5 separate regions of the Mus musculus genome follow, and all the other regions are linked to region 4. Evidence: chromatin contacts called from public HiChIP or PLAC-seq data. All regions are on one chromosome and are shown on one strand. The core of a region is the stretch at or near the end of the contact, and the rest is flanking DNA. Distances in the headings are between cores, read along the strand shown.

Region 1 (3,294 bases), core at 516-3,015, 2.0 Mb after region 4:
ACACACACACACACACACAAGTTACCATAAAGAATTCTAATACATTAGCTCATTAAATTTTAGTTATTCTTTGAATTATTCTTGGGGATGTGCGAGGGTGTATAACTTTAAATGTGGGTATACATGAATATACTTTTTTATATAGGGAAGGAGTAGTCATTTCTGCTCCTTTTTCTTAGTTGTTTGTTTTGGCTCTCATTCAACAGTTTTCAATACATACAAAGAATAAAACAAAAATAGTAAAGTACACCTTTGCTTAAAGCAGAAAGGAAGTTCAGGAGATATGAGGACTTTCTTGCCATATATTAAATAATGCTCCTCGCTTGATCTCTGAGGCTTCTGAGAAAGAGTGGGCAGTCCTTGAGAGGGCAGGCCCAGAAGACCTGAATAACATGCTAAGAGCCAGAACCTAATCCAGGGTGGAAATCACTTTTTTCCTTTACACTTGTGCTCTTAGCCCAACCATTCTCCTCTCCTCCTGACTCTCCTCATCTGTCATTAGGGGAATACTAATAGCCATCTTTTCTCAGGCAAGCATTTCCGAACCTTTCCCTAAAGCCAGTAGTCATCCCTCTTGTTAATAATCCTGCCTCACCCTCACTGCCCAGACCTTGAAATGGAGAACAATTATCCGACTTCACCTGACCTCACTGTAACCCTATAAGGCAGTCTTCTGACTTTCATGTCTGACCTTCACGGCCTCTGCTACCTGATGAAACTCAGCCTTTGACAACTGGCCCAGGGTTACTTCGCCCAGCACAAAAGTGGGCCCCGTAGCCATGACACATTGGAGGCACTTTGACTAATTCATCTGGGGCAGGTCCAGGTTTCTTTTATGCCAGATGGAAAATGAAATCTCTGCTGTCCCAGGCCCGGGAAGCTCAGCATGAGGGAGGGACGAGCAGTTTTCCTATCTTTTCTTAAATTCATATTTAGTCCAAGCAGCTGCATTTAAAGGCTTTATTGCCCAGCACTAACCATAAACACTTCCAAGACTGCTTGGCTTTGAACACTTGAACTGTAATGGAAACTTTATATTGTTATGTCTGTTTTTGCTGAATTCTAGTTTTATGAGAGAAAAAAAAAGTCCTGACTGTCTTTTGGGTGATTTTACCTCCACCAATATATATACATATATATATATATATGTATATATGTATATATATTGGTGGAGGTGAAATATATATATATATATATATATATATATATATATATATATATATATATATATATATTTCTTTCATGCCCACACAAGGTTTGGGATGTAACCTAAAGAAAGGATGCTGCTTTCTGGGCTCCATCAATGTCAGCAATACAGACATGGATGGGAGCAGCCTGAGCTTAAGAATCTCCTGGGCCCCATTTCTGTTTTCATTTTTCTGTAGATTGAAGTGGCTGTAGTGCAGAAAACAATGGTAGGATAATACTGTAATCCTCTTGGCTCCCACCAGTGCACATGCACAGACCCGTGTCTTCTATCCATATATAGTGTGTAAACAAAGGACCTCATGCTCTGCTGCCTATCCCTGAGGAATTAAAAGCAAATGTATATAGCAGAGTATTCCTGGAGATTAAGTTATTTGAAAGGCATTTCATTTTGTAATCATGCAAATGCATCTGCTCTTGTTTTCCAGGCTGGTAACCAGATCTCACACTGCCAATTAATCACCTCCTTCCCTTTCTTCTTCAATTCTGCTGCAGTCTCCCTTACTCTGTGCTCTTTGATGCACAAGACGGGATGGCTAAGTAATAAGGCATTGCAAATCCACAGCTAGCAGGGTCATTTTTCACTCATTGTTCTGGTGCGGCTCTGGCTTTTCCTGACTTGACTTAGTTAAGGAAGGGGGAGGAAGAAGGGTTGATGAGAAGGTCAGTCTATTGTGTTGCCTCTGGATTCTGTGTTTGCCCTTCCTAAGCCTGTTTACACTCCAAGTCACTCAGACACACTACACATTCTTCTATAAAATCTAGTTTAAGCAGCAGTCTTCGGCACTGGGGTCACTGCACCAAGTAACTCTAAGAGTGCAATAGTAAAAGAACCAGTGGCTGGGTTTTTACATAACAGCCCAGGAGGAGATATTTTACTGTTATTTGTGATTACCTAAAGTGAATAATTCAGCCTCTTTTTGTTTAAATTGATTAGAAATGTGACACACAATATAAAGAAGTGCTGTTTCTTTTCATCAATAAACTTCTCATGGGATATGGTTATCTCTGGTTTAACCAAATAGAAATTACCAAACATTATAAATGCTGACCCTGCATTTATGTGACTATATAATAAAGGACAGAGAATTAAATACTACAATGGACAATTAGAATTCACTAGAATTAGCTGAGTGTTTAAAGACATAATAAAGATCACACCCAGAGACAGAATTAGTCATTCATAGCACATATCTACTTATTTGCAGATCTGAAAATTAGGATTGCTACACGGTTCCTAATTTTTATAGTAATCAAGTGTGATTTTAAGTCTTTAAATTCGTCTAAGACTCCAGTCTTTGAAAACATTAGTTGAACTGTTATAGAAGTGTGACATGTGAAAAACCCAACTAGAATGAAACAGAGATATAATCTTTAATACAGATGGGTGTTAAAGAACTGTACAGTGACTGAAACAGTGGCTGAATTTTAAGACTGTCAATTACAGATAACTAGAGGCTTTTTTTGGGGGGGGCAAAATATAACTCAGATGCAAAAGAAAGTCATTATGCTTCTAAAACAAATTTCTTTAATCAGGTAAATTGTGCAATCTCTATGATCTGTAAAATAATTCACAATTTGATAATTGTACCGATCATTAATTTAGTCTAAGGTCTCCAGAGTTATTAAGGTTTGCTGAGAAATCAATGTACTAGTTCCTGCTTTATCCAGCACCCATGGACATTTTCTGGTGAGGTCAGCAGAAGTCAAACCTCCAGAGCTAGCTCCACACCTGAACTGTAATCACAGGGGACCTGAATACTTTTGTACACCCGGGAGTGGGTTTTGCTTCTGATAGTCATGTAATCAATAGTAGGCATGTGTCTTTACTGTTTTATTTCTTTTATCTATTCTGTAAATTAGAGTGGTATTGAATTTTGATTAATTACTCTGAATTTTGAATGACTTCTTTGTTTCTGAAAATATAATATTGCTCATTTCATGTAATTGATAATTAAACGTATTTCTTCAAACAATGCCCTGAATTCTGATTTTTTTCTCCTACTTTTGTTTGGTAGGATTTTACAAAAAGGCTTACTTGTTTTACGTGTGTGCTTAAGTGTACTTGAGTGTATATGTTTGAGTCAT
Region 2 (3,460 bases), core at 746-3,245, 2.3 Mb after region 4:
TTTCAGTGTTTGGACTCTATACATTTGAGACCTAATCCTGAAGAAGAAGAGCGTTGGAGATGAATGCCAATTTAGATGTATGTTTCAACCCAGGAATATTTTAGTTTCTGAACTTGAGTGTTAGAGGTGTAGACTATGACAGTACCTTTGTTCATAGCTTTCTCAACACAAAATTCTAATGGCTGTTATCCCCCAAGAAATAACCTCAAATTGAAGGAACACTATTTTGATCTAAGTTCACAGGGTATTTTCTGGAGTGGCTCATTTGGCTGAAAGCCAGTAGTATGGTAAATGTGGGTCCTGGGATTAGGGAGACTTGAGCTCAAAACTTCCTGTTCTACCTAACAACTGCTGAGGTTAGCTTTGTATATTCTTTGAGTCCCAGACACTTAATGCTTATATTTAGCATGATAATGTCTACTTCATAGAATTGCTATGAATACTAATTGAGATAAAATTTCTAAAGTACATGACACAAAGTGTTCAATAAATATTAATATATGTAATTAGACAAAGAGCCCTGCTAGGTCTTCAGACCTACTGTTTATTAATTTTCCTCCTCTGATTGCATCTGTATTACAATTATGCATATTTCCTTTTGTTTAACATTTTATTAATATGTATTAAATTTTTTCTTGAATGAAGAAGTTTCTTTTCTTTTTTCTCCAAACATTTTTATTACTTCTTCGAAAATTTCATACCATGTATTTTGATCATATTAACACCCTAAGTCTGCCTCAGCTCCCTTCAGATATACCTACTATTTACACACTGGATATTTCCTACTATCTGGAAAACTTTGTGTCCTAGTGTCCTGATATGCATACATTCATACATACATACATACATACATACATACATACATACATCTCCATCTCTCTCATTGCACTGACTATATACTCCTGGATGTAGGGCCAGCCACGGAAGCATGATGGATCTACTAACGGTCACACCCCTAACAAAACTTTCTTTCTTTCACCAGAAACTGTCCACTATATACAATTCCCCAGTTAAGGATGGAGGAAAGGAACCCTAAGTCTCTGGTCTACAGGACAAATAACACACACACTCACACACACACACACACACACACACACACACACACTACTAGTTTGCATTAATCTATGTTCCTCGTTTTGTAATCTACTTTGAGCAAGATAAACCATAGCCTTACACAACAGAGAGATTCCCAACCTACATTTAACTGAGAAGATCATTGCCTTTTGCTTCTTTGGAAACATACATCATGCCTAAGTGAATTTCTTAATATGAAAATAAATGTTATACTATGATGGCTTCTAAAGAGGAATAGAAATGTGCAACTCATTAAAAAAGTGCACATAGGTACTTATAAACAGACAAAAAAGTTTTTTGGCACATTTCATGGTGCAGACATTAAAAGAAAAAGTCATAAATTATCCTTGAAGTACAACAAATTCATTTTAATGGTAAAGCTTGTATCTATTAGTCACTTCAAAATTTGAAAAAAAAAAACATTACTAGCCCTTTAATAAGATATGTAAGAGAATCACTAAAGAATCAATATGAAATAATAAAGTATGGATGTGCTTCATGTTTCCCATTTTCTAAGCTAAAGAGCGGAGAATGATCCCTTGATCACTTAAAATGTTCAACCTGTTTTTGATGGTATTTATGATCTGTTGGACACACTAAAAGCTTTGTTAATAACCTACCAAAAGTAAGTGACGTCAGTGATTTAGTTCTTTGGTCTAAAACCTGACCAACATCATGTTTTTACTTATCCCTTTGGATACTTAGAAATTATCATGTTAAAAGCACCGAAAAAGATGATTTGTTGCTTGAAATATGTGAGTTGAATGGGAATTTTCTGGGCTTTGTGATCGTGAACCTCACATACAGAGAAGCTAGTGAGTCCTGCCAAAATGTCAATGGAGTAGGGTACAGTGCCAACACCAAGGGCAGAGAGCCCATTTGGGCGCACTAGGAGTATATTACATGTATGGCTTTATCTTTTCTTGGAAACCAGACAGCTCTAGTAGTGTGCTCTTCTGCATAAAATAGTAAATTAGTCACCCAGTGCTACTGAGGTGGTTCATTAATTCCAAGTGTCAGCTTCTCTTTATTTTCACATGGCTGAGAATCAAGTAGTTGCACATCAAATTGTGACTTTTTTCCTGCTTCTCATTTGGCTCAGACCCTTTATCTGTCATTATTTATGTCCTCAAAGGCCTCAGCAAAGCTGCCATCCTTGAGTAACAAAAGATGCTGCTCAGAGTGGCTCAGACTGGGGCTTGTTGCAGCAGATGCTGTTTTATGTTTTGCCAGAGAATAGGTCCTTTTATTTCTGCCTTGAATGCAGCCTTTCTTTCCATTCCTAAAGGTTTTCAAGCATTAAACCTAATCCTTATCTATGCACTGTGGAAGATAGCCCATGCCTTTGCCATCAGAGCCCATACAACATTCACTGTGTGGATAAAGATATGCAAAGAAGTGAAACTCTGGGCTCTTTAGTTCACTGCCTCTGCTCATCTCACTTCTTGAAATGAGAACAAGAACTGAAGTCTTTGCCTGTAGGAATAACTGATCAGAAGTGGAAAATGCCTGAGAAAAGCATTAAAATAAATAAATCAAACTGAGAACAGTTCATCATCAGGTTTGCTATTGAAACATAACCAGAGAAGAAAGGCAGAGACAGAATTAATGGTTTGTAACAAGAATTGCTTTCTTTCAAGGTAATGAGATTGTCTGTTTGAAGATCAGAGGAGTGTCCTAAAATCAGAATATGCCAGGGCAAAGGTGACACCTGGGACCATATGCACCTGTGTGGTTGTGCCTCAGAGAAAAGTTCTCATAACAAAACAGAATTGTCCATAGAAATTGCTTTGATGCTATTTCAATGGTTCTTCTTATCACTATTTGAACTATTTGAAAGCATTGCCCTACTGATCTGATTTTCTTCAATATTACTAGTAATTCCTTACATGAAAATAGGCATAGGGCTAGGCAAGAAATATGAGCTAGGCCAGCAAGACAGGTATGCAGGTAAATGCATTTGCCAAACAAGCATAACAACGTGAATATGATCCCTAGAACATACAGAAAGCTAGATGTGATGATCTATAATTCTAGCACTTTTAGGGCAAAGTGGGTATTGGGAACACAAGATGCTTGGAGAATTATAGACAATCAAGCCTAGAGCATGTAGCATATCAGAAACAAGATGTTCTCTGCAACACTGTGGAGGGAGAGACTTGACTCCTGAAAGTTGTCTTCTAACTCCCGAATGCTCACTACCACTCACATATATCATATACAACATACACACATTTCACCAAGAATAAGAAATTTAAATTTACAAATGTATGGCAACAGCTTTTATTGTGTTCCCTCATATAATGTGAAGTTTGTTGGTTTGTTGGTTTATTGGTCTATTTTCCATGAAACTACTATTCACCTCGTCTTCACTTCAGTTTTTTGT
Region 3 (3,447 bases), core at 60-2,559, 2.1 Mb after region 4:
AGGCCCCGGCCTAGTCTCACAAGAGACAGCTATATTTGGGAATTGACTTTTTAATTGGTACTAAGTTCAAAATATAATTTCTTGCCCCTTAAGTGTTTCCTTGTAGAAATTTACCACCATTATTTCTATACCAAAGAGAACGATGTTCCTTCATCAATTTCAGTTTACTCCCTAATGTGCAACACATAATTTTGATGTTTTCTTATACTTACATACCCTTTATCCAATCAGTATTGCCCCGCCCCCCCCCCCCCCGCTACATTTCTTTATTCTATCCCTAATGCAGTCCTCTCACTGAATGGGATGTCCTGCTTACTATAAAACAGAAATCAATGGTGTGGCTTGCCCAGCCCTTTGTCTCTGCTATTCTTCTCTTCCCTCATCATCTCAGCTACCTATACACCTCAGTTGAATATTTATCCTGACCAACTGTACTGTTGTCTTCCCAATCTTTCCCTGATCATCATAGTCTTAACTGTTCTCTTGCTTTCCTGAACTTCTCTAATAACTATTCTATACACTCGAACAAGAGCTGATATTATTTTAACCCCCCCCCCCCCCAGTGCCTGAAAGAATCCTTTATCCTGTAATTCATATTTGACTGTGACCTGCTGACTGATTCTACCAACCCAAAACACTTCTACAGTTATAGGTTCTTTTGCTGTTAGATTTCTTCTTCAAAATGAAGCCACTCTTCTCATTTTCTCCATATTTTTCAAAACATGCTATGTGCAATTCTTAGATATTGGAGAAACAAACACCAGGCTTTAGATTTTTTTTTTTTTGGTCAGTGAAGGTACATTAATAGTAATTAATTCATGTATTTTTCACTAGCCTTCTGATTGATAGCTTTTATTAGCAAGGCCATCTTTTATACCGTTTAGGATGATGTCATCTAGGTTAACACAGAACAGGTATGTCTGCTGCCTGTTTTTCTAGTTATTATTAATACTATCAATTTGATTTGATTAAGGTGATAATTTAATTACCTTACCTACTCTGCTTCTTGTATAAATTTACCCACTCCCTTCCATAGAAGTAAAAAAAAAAGCTGCAGTATTTTAATTATTTATCACTTAATACTGACCCATTCTTGAAGCCCTGAAGCACTTTTATTAAAGAGCTGGTTCTTGTGATGTGACTGGAGAGATACGTTTGCTCTGAGATGGCTTCTGAACATCTGCATGTTCCATCTTAGATGGTGTGCGGTGAAGGGTGAAGATGAGCTGAAGTTTATGAATTTATAATGGGCACCCCACCAGGAAGAGCTGACAGAACAACACGGGAGAAAACTGAGCACAGAAATGGCTCTCAAAGAAGAAAGTCTCAGCTGGCCTGACCTGTGTATGACCTGAGTTAAAGCTAACCAGGGGAAGGAAGCAGCTTCTAAGTTTGTGGAAGTTGAGATGTAGTGGGTAGATTAAGGCAGGTAAAGGAAAGGGCCACAGCTCATGTGTTGGTTCTAACATAAGAAGTGTGCAGAGCTCAGCTGCACGGTGAAAAGAATCAATCACTCTTCCAAAGCATCAGGAGTTTTAAAATCGTCCTGGTAGCATTTTATCTGTACAGCAGAAATCTGTTAAGCCTAGGCTCTCAGATTGCAGCAGGGAATTTGTAGTCAAGGGTTTCTGTCCTGATTGGTGGTAAATTTGGAGGAGACTTTCCAATTCATGTAAAGAAAACACACACACCAGCAGTTGAGTTTTCAAATAAAAAAAAAAAAAAAAGAGTCCCTTCCAAACCTGCTTGTTAGTTCTGTGTAAAAATCACAACATATGTATTGTTGTGTTTCTGGAAAGATATTTAGTTAGGGACACAGTTTATATTTAATAATTTCTTACACAAGGGATAAATATAGTCCCGTTACATAAATATTATTGCTTACTATTTTCAGTAAATAGGTTCTTGGACAGCGTTTCTTCTTGATGTAAAAGCAGTTGCAGATAGATGGGGTATTGCTGAGGCTCAGTGTTCATTATGCACTCTACCTGTGTGAGACTGCACTTGCAATCTCATTTCTGCCTCTGAAAGTTGTCAGTTCTGGTCTGGAATATCAGGGATGAAAGGTTCACTGCTCTTGTCAGAGTTCAAAGGGCACCCAAGTGTTATGACCTACTCCCTTCCATTCCCTCCTTTTAAAATCAAATCTATACTTTCACTGGGTTTTGACCTTCACTTCTGGGCTTGTATATTCTGGTCAGGGTGATTCTCTTGTGTTCTCCTTCCAGGGGAAGGTACTGAGGGAGGAACAGGAAAATGAAACTTGAAGGTATTAATGTTTTAACTCCCAAACCAGTTGCTGTGCCTGTCACTTTACATGCCTGAATCTCATTAGTGTTGACAGAGATGAGCAGCACCTTCTAATTGAGGGCTTGTGCCTACAACTTGGCAGCACCAGCTTCGTTATGGCATGAGCATAAGGTCCTACTCCCCCGGTCAGTAATCTGAGTGGCAGTAAGCTACTCTTACAGAGGTGTAGGTGGAAGAAAGCCATTGATGTGCACGTCAGTATGCAGTACATTCACACCCATCCTTTTCCTATTCTTGTCTTTTCTTGGTCCTTCTTCTGCATCTTTTATGATGGAATAATTACAAGCATCCATGCCCCATGTTATATAAACAGAAAAGATTAGATGATCAGGAAAGAAGAAGAAAAATGAGAGAAAAGTGAGAAATATGATAGGAAGAAATGACCAAAGAAACTACATATCCAATCCAATGTAAGTGGAAACTCACCATTATGATATTGTGCCTGGGCTTGTCTGCTTTTATGCTGCTGCCCTGCAGTTCAGTCACTTGTTAAAAAGCAATAGCTTTGTTTCAAAATCATGCCCATATGTATAGTTATATGCATACAAAATTCACTCATACCACTGGATTTAAGGGCTCCATGTCACAGTTAAATCACAATAGCTCTCAAATTAGTTCAAGGGGGTTCGCATGATAATACTGCACATTCATGCTGAGTACAAACTTATTTTTGGCACCGCCACATAAAACACTTACATAAACAAACAGCTGTGTTCAGATGTAATGAACACTCTCAACATATGCCCTTGTGCTCCATGATAAGTGAGATAGCTTTCATAACCCTTGAGTAAAAATAAATACCAGTTTCCAACATATGAATGTATAGATATCTTAGCATATTTTACTTGAGAAGTTACAATTTTTTTCAATACAGCAGTATCAATTTTGTATCTTTTAAATGCAACCAAAGCTATTTTGGAAAGTAAAAGCAATGAGTAACATTTGAATTAGGTAGTTCTTACTTTTTAAAATATATTTCTATCACTTATATATGTGACCATGATCAAGTAATGCATAAATCAGCAAGAACTTGTAATTAACTTAAAAAAACATGATTAAGTAGTAAACCACAAAATTCTGTTAAAAGGGCAACATACTAGTTATCTCCCAGAAAGGAAAAGGGGAGGGGCTGAGCAA
Region 4 (3,339 bases), core at 479-2,978:
TATCTGCATGTGTTCGCTCTTTGAGACAAGGACTTGGGTAGCTGGAGCTGTCCTGGAATTCTTTTTTTTTTTTTTTTTCCCTTGGTTTTTCGAGACAGGGTTTCTCTGTGTAGCCCTGGCTGTCCTGGAACTCACTTTGTAGACCAGGCTGGCCTCGAACTCAGAAATCCGCCTGCCTCTGCCTCCCAAGTGCTGGGACTACAGGCGTGCGCCACCACCGCCCAGCTTGTCCTGGAATTCTTAAGCATCAGCGGATGATCTTGAACTCCTGATCTTCCTGAAGGCACCTCCCAAGTACTGAGATAACAAACGGGGACCACCAAAGGGGCTTTCGATTACGTTTCACCACCGGTGACCACCTCCCACCTTAGTCTCTCGAACATCGTGCTGCTCTTACTAGAAGTGGCATTTGCATTAGGGAGAACTCGGAATGTGTGTTAGAATCCAGAGGGCTCAGGACACACATCCGTGGTTTATAATCACACACTCACCGGGCACTAACACAAGCCCTCTATAAAGCTCACAAGGTTCCCAAAGCACAGAAGAGGAGGACAATGAGACCCAGAAAGAAAGATCAGGAGAGGGACTTGAGATAGGTCCAGCAGCCCACTCCCCTGTGCCACCCCTTTCTCTTCTTGGTCTTTTAGGCCCAATTGCTTCAAGTAGCACAGACACACGGGAGACAATGGGTAAGAAAGAGAGGGGGAAGGAGAGCACATAGCGAACCCATCTATCCTTTGGATATTGTGGAAAACAAACATTTAGAAAGTGAAGTCAATCCCATCCTGTATTCACCATGATCGCCCTATACAGAAATCACACAAAGTCTCTTATTGAGGTAATTATGGGCCACTGCCTTAGCGTTCCACAGAAAATCTTGTTTGGCCTACCCAGGATTTATAGGGGAAGTGAAATCATTAAATAACTAGTTAACCTCTGTTTGGCAAAAAGAGTAAGTAATTACTGAAAAGGGGAGAAAGAAAAAAAAAAAAAAAACCCTGCCTTTCACAAACAGCACAGATAGCATCCTGAAGGGATTTACACAATACACCAACGTTTGTTCTGTACCCAGAGTTGTTAAAATAATTGTGATGACAGGTGTCTAGGTACCACTTTCTTAATGGTTTTCAATATCCATTGATTTATTATTGTGGCTCCCCCCACTTACATCTCTAGCTCTAAGAAGGGGCTAAGAAAAGAGATTTTGCACCAAAGGCTGATTCTTTATTCCTGGGCTGAAAAGAACTAATAAAAATAATCACTCGGCTTTTAAGCAGAAAGCTTCCATTTACAGTATTTCACCCTTACCCCCCCTCCAAGCCCCTTGTTATCTAACATAATGGCTAGAATACATTTCCGTCTCTCCCCTTAATAACTTCATGCATTAACATCCTCTTCACACATGCGCGTGCGTGCGCGCGCGCGCGCGCGCACACACACACACACACACACAGAGGCAAACGCGCGCGCACCCAGCAAAAGGCGGAGGTGGGGGGGAAAGAGGCAGCAGAAATCTCAGCTGTACTTCTAGCCCTTTTAAAAAGTTTGCTCTGTAAATTGGAATGAGGTCAGATTTGGAGCTTCTCATTGCACGCGGAGATTATTATTGCATCGGGTTCCAAGCCAATGGGAAGGACGGGGGAGGGGCTTGGCACGAGGAAGCGTTAGTTACAGCGGCTGATTGGCTGTCTGAGAAAGGATAAAGAAGCGCGAGGCGGAATTGGGGTCTGCTCTAAGCTGCAGCCAGAGAAACAGAGTGAGGGGAAGAGGGCCGTCTCCCTCCCGGTTTCCAGTTCTTGCACGCTGTTTCTTAGAGAGTCTGCAGTGGGGGAACTCTGCCGGTAACCAGCTCCCCTTCTTGCAGGAGGGAGGGAGAAACATACATTTATTCATGCCGGTCTGTTGCATGCAAGCTTCTTGGCTTCCTACCTTGCAACAAAATAATTGCACCAACTCCTCAGCGCCGATTCCGCCCACAGAGAGTCCCGGAGCCAGAGTCGCTTTGGCTTTGCACTGCAGGAAAGGGACTTAGGCGCTAGAGACGATGTCGCTTTCCTGAGCTACCGCGAGCTCTCGTGAACTGCAATCGACTGCTTCAGGGAAAGGGGTGGGGGAAAGACTTGCCCCGGAGGCGGCGAGAAACTTGCGTTTGGAAGATACTCCGGCTACCAACGTTTGGAGAAACTCCTCGCCGCGGCCGACTCCAGCCTCGGTGCCCGCAGGGAGCACTTCAGCGGTGAGGGAGGACGGAGGGCCTCGGGGACTCTAGGTTGGCGGCGGGAGGCGGCCGCCCCTGGCCCGCGCGCCGCTCAGGGGACCCTGGTCTCCGCCCCGGGGAGCCCGCAGGGCCCGGCGACCGCGCCGCGAGCGTGTGAGCGCGCGTGGGCGCCCGGCAAGCCGGGGCCATGGTACAACAGACCAACAACGCGGAGAACACTGAGGCTCTGCTGGCCGGGGAGAGCTCGGACTCGGGCGCCGGCCTGGAGCTGGGCATCGCGTCCTCCCCGACGCCTGGCTCCACCGCGTCGACGGGCGGCAAGGCGGACGACCCCAGCTGGTGCAAGACGCCCAGTGGCCACATCAAGCGGCCCATGAACGCCTTTATGGTGTGGTCGCAGATCGAGCGGCGCAAGATCATGGAGCAGTCGCCCGACATGCACAACGCCGAGATCTCCAAGCGGCTAGGCAAACGCTGGAAGCTGCTCAAGGACAGCGACAAGATTCCGTTCATCCAGGAGGCGGAGCGGCTGCGCCTCAAGCACATGGCTGACTACCCTGACTACAAGTACCGGCCGCGAAAGAAGGTGAAGTCGGGCAACGCGGGCGCGGGATCGGCGGCCACAGCCAAGCCAGGGGAGAAGGGCGACAAGGTCGCGGGCAGCAGCGGCCACGCGGGAAGCAGCCACGCGGGGGGTGGCGCGGGCGGCAGCTCCAAGCCCGCGCCCAAGAAGAGCTGTGGCCCCAAGGTGGCGGGCAGCTCGGTCGGCAAGCCCCACGCTAAGCTGGTCCCGGCGGGCGGCAGCAAGGCGGCTGCATCGTTCTCTCCAGAGCAAGCTGCCCTGCTGCCCCTGGGGGAGCCCACGGCCGTCTACAAGGTGCGGACTCCCAGTGCGGCCACTCCGGCCGCCTCCTCCTCGCCGTCCAGTGCGCTGGCCACCCCAGCCAAACACCCTGCCGACAAGAAAGTGAAGCGCGTCTACCTGTTTGGAAGCCTGGGCGCTTCGGCGTCTCCCGTCGGGGGCCTGGGAGCGAGCGCCGACCCCAGTGATCCACTGGGGTTGTACGAAGATGGAGGCCCGGGATGCTCGCCCGATGGCCGGAGTCTGAGCGGCCGCAGCA
Region 5 (3,217 bases), core at 290-2,789, 2.2 Mb after region 4:
GGAGCATTGAGTGATAGAGATCACATTCTCAAGCCTAGGCCTAAAGGCCTAGAATTTTGCTTTTACATTATATTTTTTCACAATATCATTTAAACCACTGTATTTACCCTCCCATTCCTTCCAAGTCCTCTCATTCTCTCCCAAATTCATGGCCTCATTATCTTTAACCATTATTATTACATAAACAAATAAACATATAAATAAAACATACTGAGTCTGTGCAGTGATGCCTGCATAAATATGTTTCTGGAAATGACCATTTGGTATTTTATAACCAATTTGGGGGCTCATCAGTGGAAGAGACTGAGTTGCCCTCTCTCAGAAGTTGTTAGCTGCTTGTAGCTCTTCATCTAGGGATTTTGTCAATTGCTTGTAGATTGAATTTCCTCCATCTATATTGTAATGTAGTATATTGGAATTGTTCAGGTTCTTGTTTAGGCAACCATGTTGTTGAGATTTTGTGAGTATAACTTCCCTTTTATAGTGAGAAAGCATAATCTCACAGCAGGACTCTTGGTCCTCTGTCTCGTTCCATTCTTACCTCTTTTATGGTGTACTCAGAACCTTAGATACAGAAGTGGTATTGTTGATATATCAACTGGGACAGAGGAATTCTCAGAGTCAACCTAATTGTAAACAATACATGACCCTGAAAGAGGAAGACTAAACATTAATCTTTATTAATCACCAAAATTATTTAGTATAGCCTTCATATTTAAATGTAGAAAATAACCTTTGGTAGTACTAGAGACTTGAAGTTTTGATTAACTCCAGTGATCACAGAGATATTTTTCTTTTTCCTTTACCCTTTCATTTTCCTCCATTGTTATATAGAGTACTAAACATTATTTAAAATCATTATTTTTTAAATGCATTATATCTTTCATATCAACTGTTAGATCAAATAAATATCTTATTTAATATGTCAATCAATAATTAATTGCATGAATCAAAAGCGCAAGCCCTATTCTAGCAAGTTCCATTAGTGCCAACCCCATTGTCCAAATTAAACTTTACATAATCATTTTTTTCTGCATGTTACAGAAATAACTGAATAGTGTGTGCATGTGTGTGGAGAAAATGTGTGTATATGTATAAAGTGGGTTTGAACTGTACTCAGAAACTTAAGAATAAGGACAGCTTACAGGCTGATCTAAAGTGGGAGATGATATAGTGAGAATGGGTTGGCCATATATTCTTTAAAAAACCTCTCCTCTGCTTTGCAGGATGGGAGAAGAAACTTTTCCAGAAAACCATTCATTGGATCCTATATCCACACCTCTCCTGTGCCTCTCTCTTTTGTCTTGTGGACAAGAGACTGATTCATTTACTAAGGAGACATTAGCAGTTAAAGAGATATGCATAGATCTTTGGCCTTCAGCCTGTTAACACTAAGCCAGGTCAGGCCAACATATAAATGTTCTTGGTTTATTTTTAGTTGAAAAGTAATTGCCATTTTTCTTTGACCACAATTCTTATTTCTAATACATGCTGTTCATATTAGCCAGTGACTTCCTGTCCTTGGCTGATCTGCAGTTCATGTGTCTTTGCAGCAGGTCTTCACAAAGAATCATTGTTCTTCTGATTTGTGAAACCTAAAATGAATTGACTTATTGATTCTAGGATTTTAAATGACCCCTTTCTGGTAGGTGATTCTTCTAAAGATTAAGTTTCCATAACTTTAAAATGGCAAAATAATCGTATGGTCACTAAGATACACACAATGCAGTCTATAATAATGTAGGCACATACTGAATTGAAATTATCCACTATTGTGGGCCAGCCATGTCATCCAGGTACTGAGGCAGGCAGCAAAGGGTGGTGTAAGTGTTAATGGGACCAGAGCTGCTTTATCTTTGGCAATAATTCTTCTGTTTTCAACACCTTGTGATTTTGTGGCTAAAAGCCACAGGCTTCTGGTAATTTGATTTCTGCCTATGGCAGCAGGGAACTTAAGAAAACAGGCTTAGTTTCTCTATAACTCAAGGGTCTGGTCCCTCACTGGGAAAGTAAGAGGTTTGGAGTTTATTAACTCTTTGTGAACCAGTGAGAAAAGAAAAGAAAAGAAAAGAAAAGAAAAGAAAAGAAAAGAAAAGAAGAGAAGAGAAGAGAAGAGAAGAGAAGAGAAGAGAAGAGAAGAGAAGAGAAGAGAAGAGAAGAGAAAAGAAAAGAAAAGAAAAGAAAAGAAAAGAAAAGAAAAGAAAAGAAAAGAAAAAGAGGGAGAATTCAAGCATACACATAGATACATATACTTTTGCTGGACTGTAACAGCTGTCTCAACAATTCCACAAGTGTTCATACATACTTATTCATACACATATTCCTATATGCATAGGTATGCACATACATATAGACAAACAAACATATGCACATACACACTTTGTGGATGGAGCAGAGACACCAGAAGCTCTAGGTATACATTAAGTGGTTGCAGCTCAGTCACAAATGCCACACTTTATTTTCTTTGGCAATTTATACCTTCTTAGATAAAAGTTCTTTATAGCATTACCTCATAGATAAAATGTTACATGAGAGGGGAGTTACAGAAGAATGTTGATAGTAAGTTCAAAGCAGTGTTTCATTCTATAAGCTCATTATAAGTTCAAAGCAACAGTTTTACATTTCCTTGCTTTATCACCACACCTGTGGTTTCATCCTAAGACCTGACCTAGAATGAATGTTTTTCCTTGATCACAAATTTGTTCCAAGCCTGCTTTCTTATGGTAATGCAACTATCCTGTTACACAGGACAGTGTACAGAGCTCTATTTGTAGCTTTATTCTGTAAGGGACTTAAGATTATTTGTATCAATTTAAGAGTTCTATAAAAATCATTATCAGAAATTGTGAAATCATCAATTTGTCTATACAGCATTATTATATGAGAGTACATCTTCATGTTGATCTGCAGGAAATTTGCCCAAGTAGGATGGGCTGATACCCAGGAATCATTAGACAAAAAAAGATTTATCAACATCAATAAGCAATCCTCAGATCAAGTCTCTGGTGACCCTGCATGTCAGAGCTCACCTTTGCAGCCATGGAGAAACAGTAGACCATCTCCAAAATTTCATTGGCTTGCCTTAGCCTTTCTGAGATGGTGTCTGTCAATCTATATCTACCATTTCTGAAATGAAAATAATTGTGAAGATTTCCTCTTATTATTTTATGTGTATAGATATTTTGTTTGCATATACATCTGTGCAGATGCATTCATG

The links. HiChIP or PLAC-seq counts read pairs in DNA pulled down with a chosen protein or histone mark.
Region 1: a contact with region 4 is called in an H3K4me3 HiChIP or PLAC-seq map of neural tube, with 10 times the contacts expected there. The contact joins the enhancer-like site here to the promoter of Sox4 in region 4. A contact is called at or near these places in 6 of 39 promoter capture datasets (the 3T3-L1 cell line, frontonasal cranial neural crest, hippocampal neurons and 2 more) and 5 of 115 datasets of contacts at active chromatin or transcription factors (craniofacial prominence, differentiating embryonic stem cells, embryonic hindbrain and 2 more).
Region 2: an H3K27ac HiChIP or PLAC-seq map of stem cell-derived neural progenitor cells shows a contact between it and region 4, with 4 times the contacts expected there. The contact joins the enhancer-like site here to the promoter of Sox4 in region 4. A contact is called at or near these places in 4 of 39 promoter capture datasets (the 3T3-L1 cell line, cranial neural crest, hippocampal neurons and 1 more), 1 of 484 Hi-C or Micro-C datasets (cerebellar granule neurons) and 8 of 115 datasets of contacts at active chromatin or transcription factors (astrocytes, differentiating embryonic stem cells, embryonic forebrain and 5 more).
Region 3: an H3K4me3 HiChIP or PLAC-seq map of neural tube shows a contact between it and region 4, with 6 times the contacts expected there. The contact joins the enhancer-like site here to the promoter of Sox4 in region 4. A contact is called at or near these places in 3 of 39 promoter capture datasets (the 3T3-L1 cell line, cranial neural crest and hippocampal neurons) and 5 of 115 datasets of contacts at active chromatin or transcription factors (astrocytes, embryonic forebrain, embryonic limb bud and 2 more).
Region 5: an H3K4me3 HiChIP or PLAC-seq map of embryonic limb bud shows a contact between it and region 4, with 5 times the contacts expected there. The contact joins the enhancer-like site here to the promoter of Sox4 in region 4. A contact is called at or near these places in 5 of 39 promoter capture datasets (the 3T3-L1 cell line, cranial neural crest, frontonasal cranial neural crest and 2 more) and 5 of 115 datasets of contacts at active chromatin or transcription factors (astrocytes, embryonic forebrain, embryonic limb bud and 2 more).

The regions. Positions count from the first base shown.
Region 1 is chr13:26,931,417-26,934,710 of GRCm38.p6, reverse strand. No RefSeq gene overlaps it. Among named protein-coding and RNA genes, the nearest start is that of Prl, 120 kb to the left of the region's middle. Within about 2 kb of position 1,765, at least 39 of the 459 cell types and tissues checked have an H3K27ac peak or open chromatin away from gene starts, as enhancers often do. A contact at or near this core is called in craniofacial prominence and neural tube, where this site is marked.
Region 2 is chr13:26,656,021-26,659,480 of GRCm38.p6, reverse strand. No RefSeq gene overlaps it. Among named protein-coding and RNA genes, the nearest start is that of Hdgfl1, 110 kb to the left of the region's middle. Within about 2 kb of position 1,995, at least 44 of the 459 cell types and tissues checked have an H3K27ac peak or open chromatin away from gene starts, as enhancers often do. A contact at or near this core is called in astrocytes, embryonic forebrain, neural progenitor cells and 2 more, where this site is marked.
Region 3 is chr13:26,866,978-26,870,424 of GRCm38.p6, reverse strand. No RefSeq gene overlaps it. Among named protein-coding and RNA genes, the nearest start is that of Hdgfl1, 99 kb to the right of the region's middle. Within about 2 kb of position 1,309, at least 3 of the 459 cell types and tissues checked have an H3K27ac peak or open chromatin away from gene starts, as enhancers often do. A contact at or near this core is called in neural tube, where this site is marked.
Region 4 is chr13:28,952,088-28,955,426 of GRCm38.p6, reverse strand. Sox4 (SRY (sex determining region Y)-box 4) reads left to right here and starts at 1,728. Exons shown (of 1, transcript NM_009238.3): 1 at 1,728-3,339. The coding sequence starts at 2,406. The region is part of intron 1 of Gm46405 (a long non-coding RNA gene); the gene reads left to right.
Region 5 is chr13:26,733,858-26,737,074 of GRCm38.p6, reverse strand. No RefSeq gene overlaps it. Among named protein-coding and RNA genes, the nearest start is that of Hdgfl1, 35 kb to the left of the region's middle. Within about 2 kb of position 1,539, at least 2 of the 459 cell types and tissues checked have an H3K27ac peak or open chromatin away from gene starts, as enhancers often do. A contact at or near this core is called in embryonic limb bud, where this site is marked.